Regions from separate parts of the Mus musculus genome. Here region 2 is linked to region 1. Evidence: chromatin contacts called from public Hi-C data. All regions are on one chromosome and are shown on one strand. Each heading gives the region's core, a stretch centred on a gene start, on an enhancer-like site or on the middle of the called end of the contact. The rest is flanking DNA. Distances are from core to core; before and after follow the strand shown.

What was found. A called contact is a pair of places that touch in the nucleus more often than the background predicts.
Region 2: a Hi-C map of rod photoreceptor shows a contact between it and region 1, with 2.5 times the contacts expected there. The contact joins the enhancer-like site here to the promoter of Ngly1 in region 1. A contact is called at or near these places in 7 of 39 promoter capture datasets (3T3-L1-derived adipocytes, the C10 cell line, the HPC-7 cell line and 4 more), 2 of 484 Hi-C or Micro-C datasets (nephron progenitors and rod photoreceptor), 12 of 115 datasets of contacts at active chromatin or transcription factors (the 230-238 cell line, the SCID.adh cell line, acute myeloid leukemia and 7 more) and 3 of 9 other capture datasets (adipose tissue, liver and pancreatic islet).

What each region holds. Positions count from the first base shown.
Region 1 is chr14:16,247,089-16,253,958 of GRCm38.p6, forward strand. Ngly1 (N-glycanase 1) reads left to right here and starts at 2,226. Exons shown (of 12, transcript NM_021504.3): 1 at 2,226-2,409. The coding sequence starts at 2,279. It also overlaps a transcript of Oxsm not described here.
Region 2 is chr14:16,401,259-16,408,725 of GRCm38.p6, forward strand. It overlaps Top2b (topoisomerase (DNA) II beta), which reads left to right. Exons shown (of 36, transcript NM_009409.2): 16 at 5,472-5,581; 17 at 5,854-5,946; 18 at 6,033-6,147. Among named protein-coding and RNA genes, the nearest start is that of Top2b, 40 kb to the left of the region's middle. Within about 2 kb of position 4,088, at least 2 of the 459 cell types and tissues checked have an H3K27ac peak or open chromatin away from gene starts, as enhancers often do. A contact at or near this core is called in rod photoreceptor, where this site is marked.

The DNA of each region.
Region 1 (6,870 bases), core at 976-3,475:
ATGTTGGTACTCCTTTTCCCTGAACTGGGAGTAATCCAGGGAAATGAGCCCCTACCAATCCCAGTTGTAGATATGATAGCTGCCCAACATAAGAGGGCAGTTCAGGTCATGCCACTCTTGGTCGCTTTAGAAATAGCAGCTGGTACTAGAATTGCAGGAATAACGACTTCCATAACACAATATGATAAATTTACTTCCAAGCTCAGCACAAGTTTTCAAAAAATATCTGAAACCATGCTTACCCTAGTTTTCTATTGCTGTGATAAAACACCACAACCAAGGCAACTTATAAAACCATTTACTTTGGCTTATGGGTACAAAGGTTAGAGTGCGTGATGGCAGAACTGCATGGCAGCAGGCATGGCAGCCAGAGAAGGAAATTGAATACTCACATCCTTTACCACAAGCACAAGCAGAGGGAGTAACCTGGACATAGGGCAGGAGCATGTACTCTCAAAACCTAACTGCCTCCCATAATGCACTTTTCCTAACAAGGCTGCAGCAGCTGGCCTGCCTGTATCCTTTATATACTGGGATTACAAGGATCAGTCAACACTCACAGCAAATAGCTGGGAATACAGCATTTGAAGTTGGGCCACAAACATAATTATTACTTTGTTATGGACCAGAAAAAAAAATGCTAGTAGTTAGCCACTGAAAAATTTAAACAACAGCTAATAACATACTTTGTTGAACATAATATTCTCTTTCTAAGACTTATTCTTTCAAAGTCTCATAGATATACAATGTTCTTTGGCCACAGTCCATCCATTATCTCTCTTCCATCACCTTTGCCCTCCCCTTTAACCCCCCTTTCCCTCATCTGCCTCCTTCTTTCATGTCTTTGGTGGTGGTGGTAGTAGTGATATATGTATGTATGTATGTATGTATGTATGTATGTATGTATGTATGTATGTATATTTGATTCTCCTGCCTCTACCTTCCAAGTTTTGGGATTTGCCAACATGCCTAGCTGAAAACAATATTCTTGAAGTTGGTCTACAAACCTAAGTGCTAAAAATGTAGGTATATTTTACAGATGAATATTCAGAAGTTCTTGAAAATTCTCCGAAGAAATTGCCCAGAAACATTAAAAAACAACAGATAATAAAGTGTCAAACGAGGTCACATAAGTAAATATCTTTAAAACACAAAGCCAACAAGTACCTGCTACGTGCTAGTGATTCATATATGTAATTCCAGCTATTCAAGGTGAGTGGAGCATGGAAAACTCCTGACTACAAATCAAGGTCAAGTGCACTCTTAGTGGCATTTCAACATTAAAAAGTAATAAAAAAAAGCCAGGTAGTGGTAGACAAGCCTTTAATTCCAGTACTCAGGAGGCAGTGATCAGGTGGATCTGAGTTCAAGCTGATCTATAGCTGGAGTTCCACTTTACCCAGAACTATGCAGAGAAACCCTCTTCTGAAGAAGAAAAAGAAGTAATGAGGACTGAGTATGAAGCTCAGTGCTGGAGCCAATTTCCAGGGTTGATGTCAGTGACAAGGGCATCAGCTAAGGAGGTTAGTGATTCCCTTTCTAAGATAAATTAAGGATACTGGTAAGGGATATGCCAGTATGAGTCAAAGGATACAATGTGTATATAAACTTTATTTACTTGTTTGTTCCTCATTTTATTCTATTATTGTATATGGGTTTTATGCGAGTATCCATAGGACACTCCCAAAATGCTCCTTGCATCAGAATCATACCTTGTGAGCAACAACTGAGTTTTCATCAACAGAATTCGGAAAATACACAAATCAGAAACCCAGAAGAGTTCTGAGCTATGCTCTGTTTTTGAAGCCGGACACTAGTAACCAAAGGGCAAGACTGCAGTAAATTCCCGTGTGAGCCCAGCCTAGGCCACAGACCATGATCACTTTCCCTTCCCCATAACCGCCCCCACCCCACCCCACCCCCCAAAAAAAAGACATAACAAAAACTTGCTCGGTCTTCTGGAGTCTTTTCTTCCACAAAAGACTTTTATCTACCGTAAAAAGAAGGCTGTGCAATTATCTCTGGGACCCTACCCGACACAAGCAGCCACCACAGCTCGAGATCTACTCCACTGGCTCGGCCCCTTGTACCCCGTACCCCAACGTTCGCAACCGGCCTCTCCGCGGCTCGCCCCGCCCCTAGCCCCTCCCGGAACGCCCCGCCCCTCGGCTCCTCGCCCCGCCCTCTGGCCGCAGGCCTCTGCGGCGGCCTAGGCGCTCCTCAGCGCCTGCTCAGTGCGGGCCGCGGTGCGCGAGGTGGCGAAGGCCGCGGCGCAGCCATGGCGTCGGCCACACTGGGCAGCTCGTCGAGCTCTGCGTCCCCGGCCGTGGCCGAGCTATGCCAGAACACCCCGGAGACCTTTCTGGAGGCCTCCAAGCTGCTGCTCACCTACGCCGACAACATCCTGAGGTGCAGCCGGGGCCCTCGAGCCTGAGGGCCGCAGGCGGGCGGGGCCGCGGACACTCGGGCCTGAGGCGGGGCGGGCTGGGCGACGAGGGCCCGCCGAGGCTGTCACTGAGTTTGACAGCTGTGCTGTCCCATCTCGCTGCAGGATCCCGGCGCTGTGGCTCAGCCCGAGTGCCAGTTAAACGTTCACGCCGAGTTTGGCGGTTGACACATTTATAGTTTAAGTTACGAACTTTGTGTCAAGTCACCTTTGTACTGAGTGCAGCACTTTCCACAACTGGCTGGGAGTTTGAGTCAGCACCTCCCATGGCCGCTCCGGTCAAAGAGTGTGGGGAAGGGATGCGGAGGGGCAGACAGTGGAGGTCACTTCAGTTGAGCCCCTGGGCGCTGGCTCTTACAAACACACCGACCCGAAGTCTGTAGGAATTCTTAGTTTAAAGGCTGTACAGTTCATGCGGACCAGCTTTAGAGAGTTAGTTGTTAGAGACATTGAGGTGTTGTCCTGTACCCCAAACTGGCATGGAACTTGATCTGTACCCCAGAACTCATGCCAGTCACGACCTACCAAAAGCTGAGATTACAGGTGTGTGCCACCACAACCATAATTCTTCATTTAGGTGACATTAGTGATATTTAAAATATATTTGAAAAGGGAATATAATGTGATTCTATGCCAGATGTTATGCAGCATTTGGGCTTGCACATAATTGTGACTTGTGTGAAGATGGCCTTCCTCCTTTATGACACCTCAGCTTAACCCTGAGATCTCACAGCACCTCAGAGTACAAGGTGTCTGAAAGAACTCATAAGCTTGATTCTCCAGAGCCCACAGCTGGCGTTTCATACTGAATTGTTTAAGTCTTCAACCTCCCACCCCCATACATAAGAGAAGGATGGATTTGTAAAGACATTTCGATTCTGTTAGTACAATGAAACCAAAGATGCTAAGATCAGAGTACTTTGAAAGATAGCTTTGCATGCAGACAGTTATTTCGGATCATGACCATCATTATGAATATTTACTAAATTTCTTAAAGAAACTGGTTCATTTTACAGCCTTTACTGTGGCTTACATTTCTGATCTTGGAGTTTTTGTTTTATAAAGGAAATTAGAGCAGTTTGTAAGAGAAATGATTCAGGTTGATGTGAGAAAATGCTCCTTTAGTTTGTTTTCAACAAGTGTCCTTGTGTTCTTAGAATTCAAGGTCTGGCTTGGTTGGGAGATGATATCCTGCTTCTTCATGTCCAAATCCAGTGACTTCTTAACTCTTAAGGAAAAGCTCCATGTCTTCCTGGTCCCTGACCGCACATTATAATTATACTTCTGTAATTTGGTAGAGAAAATCAGGTTCCTCTTTGCATTGCTATTTTCTTTTAAACCCACTAGTGCCATAGTGGAGGCACTATTGAAGGCATATTGTCCCAGCATCTCATTTGCCTCAGTATCAGAACAATTTATAGAATGGATATGCAAATAAAAATGCATTAGCTTGTTTTGAAGTAGATACTTGTCACTGAAATCTACAATGAAATAATACTCTTAAATTTCTGCTTGAATATTTATCATATCCTAACAGTAATAAATCTAAATAAGCTCCAAAAGAAATGTGTGCTAATTTGTATGCAAAAGCTGCCACCCATTTTAGATAAGATGAGCTTACTATGGACTTTATCAAGAGCAAAACAAAGCAACTCTGTATTAGTTTTCCTGACATCACAGGTGAGCTGCTTAGCTAATTTGATTCATGAACCAGAGTTTGGTTTAGAACTTTTCATGTACCTAAGAATAATGTTGAACTTCTTATCCTCCTACCTACACCTCTAAGTTACAGGTGTGGGCTACCACAATTGCTGTTATGAGCTGCCACAGATTGAGCCAGGGCTCAATGAATGGGAGGCAAGCACTCTACCATCTAAATGGATCCCCTGTCCCTAGTTCATTTATTCTTTAATATAAATATTTGATATTGTACTGTTTTGTTTACAAAGCACACATAGTGTTTGACTATTAACTGTACTGAGTGAAGAACCAAGAATCAAACATAGTTTCTTTGTTCAAATAATATAAATGTATTTGGGAGAAGAAAGGTTTGAAAAACAGCTACAGTGTAACATCAAAGAACAATTCCAAGACAGTGTTAATGTCTCTGTCTTTATATTTTTATGTTAGGAGGTAGTAGGGAGACCAAACATGAGACATTTAGTGAAGGGATAGGCAAAGGTGACTCACAGTTTCTACAGTGGAGTTTCCGGGAGGAAACCATTAGAAGAAACAGGCATTGATTATGAAGTCACTGCATAATCATAACAATAAACCCAATGGAATGGAGAAAGAGAATTTTCAATGACAATGCAAGAAGTAATAGAAGACAAAAAACTTCTAATTTTTAATGTAGGTTGCCACTGACACGTAGAGAAATTGAGTGTAATTGAAAGTTGGTGAGTCTGCTGGCAGCTTGTGTGGTGGTATATGTATAAACATTTTAACCAGAGCAGTAAGTTTCAATTTTAGTCAACTATTTTAAGTGTCATTATAGGCAATTTACATATAATTTCCAAGTTTAAGTTTACCTTATAAAAGGAAGAAAAATACTCTATTCTAGGACTACCCAACATAAATGACCTGGCACATATATCGCAACTACTGAGGTGGTTGCTATTATTATTATTTCTATTAAATTAGGTGAAAAGTTTGGTGGAGTGTTTGACTGTTTGTTCTTTGAAATTTCATGTCTGTAGCCCATTGTTTATTCTTCATCTCTTTCCCTGTCACCATCCCCTCTAGTGTACAAATTCCTCCCACATGCAATTATTTTTGTAATGTTTTGTCTTGTGCCCTACAGTGGGGGTTTTGTGGTTTTTTTGGTGTTTGAGAATTGTTTTTTGTTATTGAAACAGTTCCGTCGTTTGGCATATTGGGATTATAGGTATACACTACTGTACCTTGATAAGTAGTCAGTGTTTGCTCAAAAGAAAAGTGGATGCTAGAGGAGGGGCCAGTGGTAGTTCTGTATCCTTCCTAAGGCAGAGCTGTTTCAGAAAAAGTGGGAGGGAGAATGTGACTTTCCGTAACTAATTCAAATACAAAGGCAAATATTATTTTTCTGAAAATTAAATAGTTTGGTAGATAACTATGAGAGTAAAACACCAAAAAAGACAAAAATATTTTCAAAGATAAAGTTGAGCACAGTACAAGAAATTCTGCTGCCTTCTCAAGATTCTATCCTTTTAACATCATGAAAAACTACATATTCAGAAAAATTTCCCAAGAAAAGATACAAGATAATTGCTAAAAAGTGAAGTAAATATTACAACTTACAAAAGTATTTAATAGGTAACAGAGATGGATGGGGGAAGCATCAAAGCATGACAACAAAAACAAAAAACTGTACAGAGAAAATTAAGTTGATAGAGAATCAAGCAAAATTCAATTCAATGCCCAGGATACCATAGAAAGGCAGGGCTGACTTTGGGCTTAGTCTATGCTTGAACTCAAGCAAGTCTGCTTAGCATTTTTAATTTAAAAATGGGTTAAACATTCATAGCAACTAAGATCTGAAACAAGGGGATTGTGAGTTTGAGGTGAAACAAGCCAAAGGAAGATAGAGAGGGACCTGGGAACTGGGTATGCCCGTCTCTGCTGGGCTTTGCTATGGCATGACAGAGCCCAGTAAGCAGCATGCAGCGGCCATGGAGAGCCTGAGAAGCTGTGAGGTGGGCAGCACATCTTCAGCTTTAACTGGGTATGCCATGGGGATAGCTGATGTGCATCATGACAAGTCATCTGTGGTTAGCATTGACACATGCTAGGCTCATTTTGTACTTTAGATTTTGTTTAAGTGGTGTCTCAGGGAAAACAGGGATGTTGAGTATTCTGTGGTGCATAGGGAGTCTCCCCTCAGCTGTGGTCTACATTTCATGGGGGTCAAGACTGAGAAACTCTGCCCCTAATACATAGTAAATGTAGAGAAGGTAAACACTCCCAAGCTGCCAGCAATCAATGCTTGCTTCTGAAATCATTGGTGAAAAGATTTTTTTTAATTTCCACTTTTTTGTGGACCTACAAATTTTATAGAACACAGTGAAAATCTCATAGTATTATCAAGTTATTATAAAAGTTATTGAACACACAGTATTGGAATTGTTGTGGGAAGGAGTTTGTAGACCAACACTAACGTATGACAGTTAAACAGTAATATTTAGAGCTTTGTCTTTGAATATTTGTGGTTTTGTTTTATTTTATTACTGTCATGGTTTGTATATACTTGGACTAGGGAGTGGCACCATTTATTGGTGTGGCCTTGTTGGAATAGGTGTGACCTAGTCGGAGTAGGTGTGTCACTGTGGGTGTGGGCTTAAGACCCTCACCCTAGTTGCCTGGAAGTCAGTCTTCCACTGGCAGCCTTTAGATGAAGACATAGAACTCTCAACTCTCAGCTCAGCCTGTGCCAGGCCTGCCTGGAT
Region 2 (7,467 bases), core at 2,838-5,337, 160 kb after region 1:
ATTAATCCTGCAAATCCGTGAGTATCGGAGGTCTTTTCATCTTCTGAGATCTTCTTTAATTTCTTTCTTCAAAGACTTGAATTTCTTATCATACAGATCTTTCACTTGCTTAGTTAGAGTCACGCCAAGGTATTTTATATTATTTGTGATTATTGTGAAGGGTGTTGTTTCCCTAATGTCTTTCTCAGCCTGTTTATCCTTTGAGTAGAGGACGGCCACTGATTTGTTTGAGTTAGTTTTATATACAGTCACTTTGCTGAAGTTGTTTATCAGCTGTAGGAGTTCTCTGGTGGAATTTTTGGGGTCACTTAATTAACTATCATATCTGCAAATAGTGATATTTTGACTTCTTACTTTCCAATTTGGTTCTTTTTGACCTCGTTTTGTTGTCTAATTTCTCTGGCTAGGACTTTGAGTATGATACTGAATAGTTAAGGGAGAGGGTGGGCAGCCTTGTCTAGTCCCTGATTTTAGTGGATTGCTTCAATTTTCTCTCCATTCAGTTTTATGTTGACTACTGGTTTGCTGTATATAGCTTTTACTATGTTTAGGTATGGGCTTTGGATTCCTCATCTTTCCAAGACTTTTACCATGAAGGGGTGTGAAATTTTGTCAAATGCTTTCTCAGCATCTAATGAGATGATCATGTGTTTGTTTTTTTCCTTTCAGTTTGTTTATATAGTGAATTACGTTGATAGATTTCTTTATATTGAACCATCCCTGCATTCCTGGAATAAAGCCTACTTGATCATGATGGATGATCATTTTGATGTGTTTTTGGATTGAGTTTGTGAGAATTTTATTGCATATTTTTGCACTGATATTCATAAGGGAAATTGGTCTGAAGTTCTGTTTCTTTGCTCTTTCTTTGTTGGGTCTTTGTGTAGTTTAGGTATAAGCATAATTTTGGCTTCATAGAATGAATTGAGTAGTGTTTCTTCTGTTTCTATTTGTGGAATAGTTTGAAGAGAATTGGTATTAGGTCTTCTTTGAAGGTCTGATCGAACTCTGCAGTAAACCCATCTGGTGCTGGGCTTTCTTTTCTTGGAAGACTTTTAATGACTGCTGCTATTTCTTTAGGGGTTATGGGACTGTTTAGATGGTTTATCTGATCCCGATTTAACTTTGGCATCTAGTATCTGTCTAGAAAATTATCCACTTCATATAGATTTTCAAGTTTTTTGAGTATAGGCTATTGTAGTAGGATCTGATGATTTTTTTTTTGAATTTCTTCAGTTTCTGTTGTTATGTCTCACTTTTCATTTCTGATTTTAATTTTGATACTGTCCCTGTGCCCTTTGGTCAGTCTGGCTAAGGGTTTATCTATCTTGTTGATTTTTCTCAAAGAACCAGCTCCTGATTTTGTTGTTTCTATGTGGTTGATTTCACCCGTGAGTTTGATTATTTCCTGCTGTCTACTCCTCTTGGGTGTATTTGCTTCTTTTTCTCCTAGAGCTTTCAGGTGTTCTGTCAAGCTGCTAGTGTATGTTCTCTCCACTTTCTTTTTTGTAGGCACTCAGAGCTATGAGATTTTTACTTAGCACTGCTTTCATTTTGTCCTATAAGTTTTGGTATGAGGTGGGTGCCTTCATTTTCATTAAATTCTAAAAAGTCTTTCCTTTCCCTCCCTCCCTCCCTCCCTCCCTCCCTCCCTCCCTCCCTCCCTCCCTCCCTCCCTCCCTCCCTCCCTCCCTCCCTCCCTCCCTCCCTTCCTTCCTTCTCCAAGTTATTGAGTAGTGCGTTGTTCAGTTTCCATGTGTATGTGGGCTATTTATTTATTTATTTATTTATTTTGATGTTATTGAAGACTAGCTTTAGTCCATGGTGATCTGAAAGGATGCATGGGATTATTTCAGTCTTGTATCTGTTGAGGTCTGTTTTTGAGGCTCAGTTTTGGAGAAGGTACCGTGAGGTGCTGAGAAGGTATATTCTTTTGTTTTAGGATAAAATATTCTATAGATATCTGTTAGATCCATTTGGTTCATAACTTCTGTTAGTTTCAGTGTGTCTCTGTTTAGTTTCTGTTTCCATGATCTGTCCATTGATGAGAACGGGGTGTTAAAGTCTCCCGCTATTATTGTGTAAGGTGCAATGTGTGCTTTGAGAGTTAATAAAGTTACTTTATGAAGATGGGTACCCTTTCATTTTGAGCATAGATGTTCAGAATCGAGAGTTCTTCTTGGTAGATTTTTCCTTCAACAAGTATGAAGTGGCCTTCTTTATCTTTTTTGATAACTTTAGGTTGAAAGTCGATTGTATTCAATATTAGAATGGCTACTCCAGCTTGTTTCTTGGGATCATTTGCTTGGCAAATTGTTTTCCAGAGTTTTACTCTGAAATAGTGTCTTTCCTTGTCACTGAGGTGCATTTCCTGTATGCAGCAAGATATTGGGTCCTTTTTATGTATCCAGGCCGCTAGTCCATGTCTTTTTATTGGGGAATTGAGTCCATTGATGTTAAGAGATAGTAGGGAAAGTGATTGTTGCTTCCTGTTATTTTTATTGTTAGAGGTTGAATTATGTTTGTGTTGCTATCTTCTTTTGGGTTTGTTGGAAGAAGATTACTTTCTTGCTTTTTCTAGGGTGAAGTTTCCCTCCTTGTGTTGGCATTTTCTATCTGTTATCCTTTGTAGGGATGGATTTGTGGAAATTTATTGTGTAAATTTAGTTTTGTCATGGAATATCTTGGTTTCTCCATCTATGCTAATTGAGAGTTTTGCTGGGTATAGTAGCCTGGGCTGGCATTTGTGTTTTCTTAGGGTCTTTATGTTGTCTGTCCAGGATCTTCTGACTTTTATGATCTCTGGTGAGAAGTCTGCTGTAGTTCTGATAGGTCTGCCTTTATATGTTACTTGACCTTTTTCCCCTTATTGCTTTTAATATTCTTTCTGTGTTTTGTGCATTTGGTGTTTTGATTATCATGTGACAGGAGGGATTTCTTTTTGGTCTAGTCTATTTGGAGTTCTGTATGCTTCTTGTATGTTCATGGGCATCTCTTTGTTTAGGTTAGGGAAGTTTTCTTCTATAATTTTGTTGTAGATATTTATTGGCCCTTTAAGTTGGGAATCTTCACTCTCTTATATAGCTACTATCATTAGGTTTGGTGATCTCATTGTGTCCTGAATTTTCTGGATGTTTTGGGTTAGGAGCTTTTTGCCTTTTGCCTTTTCTTTGACTGTTGTGTCAGTGTTTTCTATGGTATCTTCTGCACCTGATATTCTCTCTTCTATATCTTGTAGCCTATTGATGATGCTTGCATCTATGACTCCTGTTCTCTTTTCTAGATTTTCTATCTCCACAGTAGTCTCCCTTTGTGATTTCTTTATTGTTTCTTCTTCCAGTTTTAGATCCTGGATGGGTTTTTTTTTCCCCCTTTTCACCTCTTAGGTTGTGTTTTCTTTAAGGGATTTTTGTGTTTCCTCTTTAAAGGCTTCCACCTGTTTACTTGTGTTCCCCTGTTTTTCTTTAAGGAAGATATTCATGTCCTTCTTAAAGTCTTCTCCTATCATAATGAAAAGTGATTTTAAAATCTGAGTTTTCCTTTTCCAGTGTGATGGAGTATTCAGACCTTGCTATGGAACAAGAACTGGGTTCTGATGATGCCAAGTAACCTTGGTTTTTGTTGCTTATGTTCTTGTGCTTGCCTCTCACCATCTGGTTATCTCTATTCCTACCTTCACTCACTGTCTCTGACTGGAGCCTTTCCCTCCTGTTATCTTGGTTGTGTCAGAATTCCTTAGATTTCAGCTATCTCTGTGATCGTGTGATCCTGAGATACTGAGTGTAAGAGCTCCTGCGAGTCAAGCTGCTTCTGGGGTCCTGAAATCCTGGTGTTTTTAAGCTCCTGAGATTCTATGATCATGGGCATATTAGAGCTCCTGGGAGTCCGGCTTCCTCTATTTCCTTCTATTGTAGGATTGGGTGCAGAGCTAGTGCCCAAGGTCAGCTCAGGGCACAGGCTCAGACCTGTGTCCCTGGATCCTCGGCAGATCCCAGTTACTCCTGGTTTGCAGTGGGTGTTTTGACTTCCTTACCTATGATCCTGGGCGAGTTAGACCTCCTGGGAGTTTTAAAACCCCTGGGAGTCTACCTTCTCCTGGGTATTATGTGATTGGGTGCAGACCTAGTACCCATGGTCTGCTCAGGGCACTAGCTCAGACCGGAAGATGAAGGTTTTCTTTTTTAATAGAAAATTCTGAGGGACCCTTATATAGCCGTCTCATATGAGGCTATGCCAGTGCCTGGCAAATACAGAAGTGGATGCTCACAGTAATCTATTGGATGGAACACAGGGCCCCCAGTGGAGGAGCTAGAGAAAGTACCCAAGAGCTGAAGGGGTCTGCAACCTTATAGGAGGAACAACAATATGAACTAACCAGTACCCCCAGAGCTCGTGTCTCTAGCTGCGTACGTAGCAGAAGATGGCCTAGTCGGCCATCATTGGGAAGAGAGGCCCCTTGGTCTTATGAAGATCATATGCCCCAGTACAGGGGAATGCCAGGGCCAAGAAGTGGGAGTGGGTAGGTAGGGAAGCAGGGTGGGGAAGGGTATAAGGAACTTTCGAGATAGCATTTGAAATGTAAATAAAGAAAATATCTAACAATAAAGAGTATTGATATAAAAAAAAGAAAGTTCTGTAAGCAAAATTTTAAACTCCCACAAATAGTAGTAGTAGTAGTAGTAGTAGTAGTAGTAGTGGTGGTGGTGGTGGTGGTGGTGGTGGTGGTGGTGGTGGTAGTAGTAGTAGTAGTAGTAGTAGTAATCTTACAGAATTTCTTCTTAGCACTTGAACTTTATCTTATGCATGCACACACACAAATATTGTATAAGAATACAGCTACTTATTCATTTTAACAATCATGGTTTTGTGCCACATAGCCTTTCTTAACTAAGTGTTAATCTGAAATTACTGTTAGACCTTATAGTATTTCAACCGTCACTACTTTAATGTGCTTCTAACAAATACCCATATTCTTTTGTAACATTTAAAATCTAGCTAAGTTAAATTTCTCAAGATTATATTAATGTATATTTAATATTTTAAATTAAGATTCAAACAGTTAGCAATCTGATTTATGGGTCTCTTAAATCTCTGAATGAAACCTTTTCATGTTTCATGAATATTTTCTCATTTTAATTCATTAAAAAAGCTGCTCTGTGTAAATTTCCCACATCTTAAAATTTTCCCATTGTGCTCCTTCCCTTTCATTTAATGTGTAACAACTTTCTTTTTCATTATTTTCTGTTACATGATACTTAAATCAGAATGTGATCATATTTGAGTTGGATTTGTTTGCCAGAAACAATTATTAATATGTATTATTGTATATTTAAGTCATGAGGCATATATTTGGTTTGTCTGTCTTAAGATTGATCAATTAGTAACAATTTAATGACTTTCCCTATAAGTTTTTCATGTGATGGTTTTGAACAGCCATTATTTGTGACCCTGTTTTATATTAAATTATACAGGATTAGGTACCAGTACCGCTAAAGAAGCAAAGGAATATTTTGCTGATATGGAAAGGCATCGCATTTTGTTTAGATATGCTGGACCTGAAGATGATGCTGCCATCACCTTGGTAAGTATATTGTGAATAAAAAAAAATTCTTTCGCTATCCTCTTCCTGCTGTATGTTTCCTTCTCGAGTTTTGTGTGAGAAGTAAGTCTTTCTTGAAAGTATAGTACCTAAAGTAGTGAATTTTGATTTTATTATTTCTTTAATAAAAAGCCTCAGCTCAAATATAATTTTGCTTCAATGTTATTAGGAAAACCACTTTAGTTCATTTATAAATTCAAGTTTTATAATGAAATTAATTTTAATATATGGCATTATTACTTGGACTTCTTCAGGCATTTAGTAAGAAGAAGATTGATGACAGAAAAGAGTGGTTAACCAACTTTATGGAGGATCGGAGACAGCGTAGGTTACATGGCCTACCAGAGGTTAGTCATGAAGATGATCTGGGGGAAAGGTAAGACTAAGATTTATGCAGCGAGAGTGACATCATTGCTATGTAACTTTCTCCTAGCAATTTTTATATGGTACAGCAACAAAGCATTTGACATACAATGATTTCATCAACAAGGAATTGATTCTCTTCTCAAACTCGGACAATGAGAGATCTATCCCATCTCTTGTGGATGGTGAGTAATCAAAGTTTCTCATCCTTGCATACTCTGTATGGTTTAATTATGTGTACTTTAGGCTGCCCTTATGGGCCTCTTTAAATTCTTATTTAAAATACCAAAGTCTATAGTCCATTTAAATTCTTATTTGAAATCTTAGAAAACATGAAGAATTGATTCAAAAGGGCTTAAGCTTTTGAGGTAAAAGAGCTGATGTTTTTATTATTTCTTTGAGTTTTTCAGGAAAAATCTTTAAAGGACTTTTTTTTTTTTGTTGTTATTAAAGTAATTTCAAAAATTGAAATTTCAAAAGTTAAATAAAATAGAACTTTGTCTAAATATTTATGAAAGACTTAAGTTTTTAAAATGCCTTTATATCTCAATAACAAAACCCAATCTAAATAATTTATATAATTTATAATAATCTAACTTACAAAATTTAGAAACTTTCTATTAGGACTGATTTTCTTATTTGGAATGACTCTACCCTCAATTTTATAAGTCATAGCAAATTTGTTCACATTTGTGTTGCTTGTTTTATTAATTTAATAACAGTTCTGCCCATCTATTATGTCTAGCCTGAGATTGTGTCCCTTCTATGAAATATTCCTTCAGTCTAAATTACATGAACTTCTATGCTACTTCTATGCACCTCCTATTGTTTAAGCTAATTTTGTTTCCTCAGTTAAATTATGAAATTTTCAAAGAAGTAGCCATATTTCATTATATTCCTTCTTTGATGCTCTGGCCTCACAATGATAGATGCAACTGTCAGCATATATGGATAAGGTTATTGCTGTGTTCATTGGTCTCAAGCAAGGAGGAGAAAACAGCATATATTCTTGACTGAGGTTATTAGAAAGTTTCTATTTCAATTGCTTTTAGGACACTGAGACTGGTTTAGTAATTTGCTCATTCACATGGCTTGAGTATCCAGATTATAAAGATTCTAAAGTCTACATGAGTTCTTAACTACTGCAGTAAACATTTATAAGTGTTCATGTCTATAGATATGCTAATAGAAACTACCAAGCTTTTGTTTGTTAATACTTCACATTACTGCTGGCATAAGTCACATGCAATAAAGACTCTTGTGGAAGAGGTATGGCACTCTCGATAGCTCTTTAAGTCCAGGAGATCTTTAATTGGCACTCTTTTGGAACTGTAAATATCTCATTTTTTTCCCAAACATGTAATGTTGCCACTAAAAGAGTTGATATTTTGAAGTATTTTATTTATAACATATAAAAATGATAGATAAGGATGGTTAACAAACTTTATGGAGAGGATCAGAGAGTGTAGGTTGCATGGCCTATCAGAGGTTAGTCATGAAGGTGA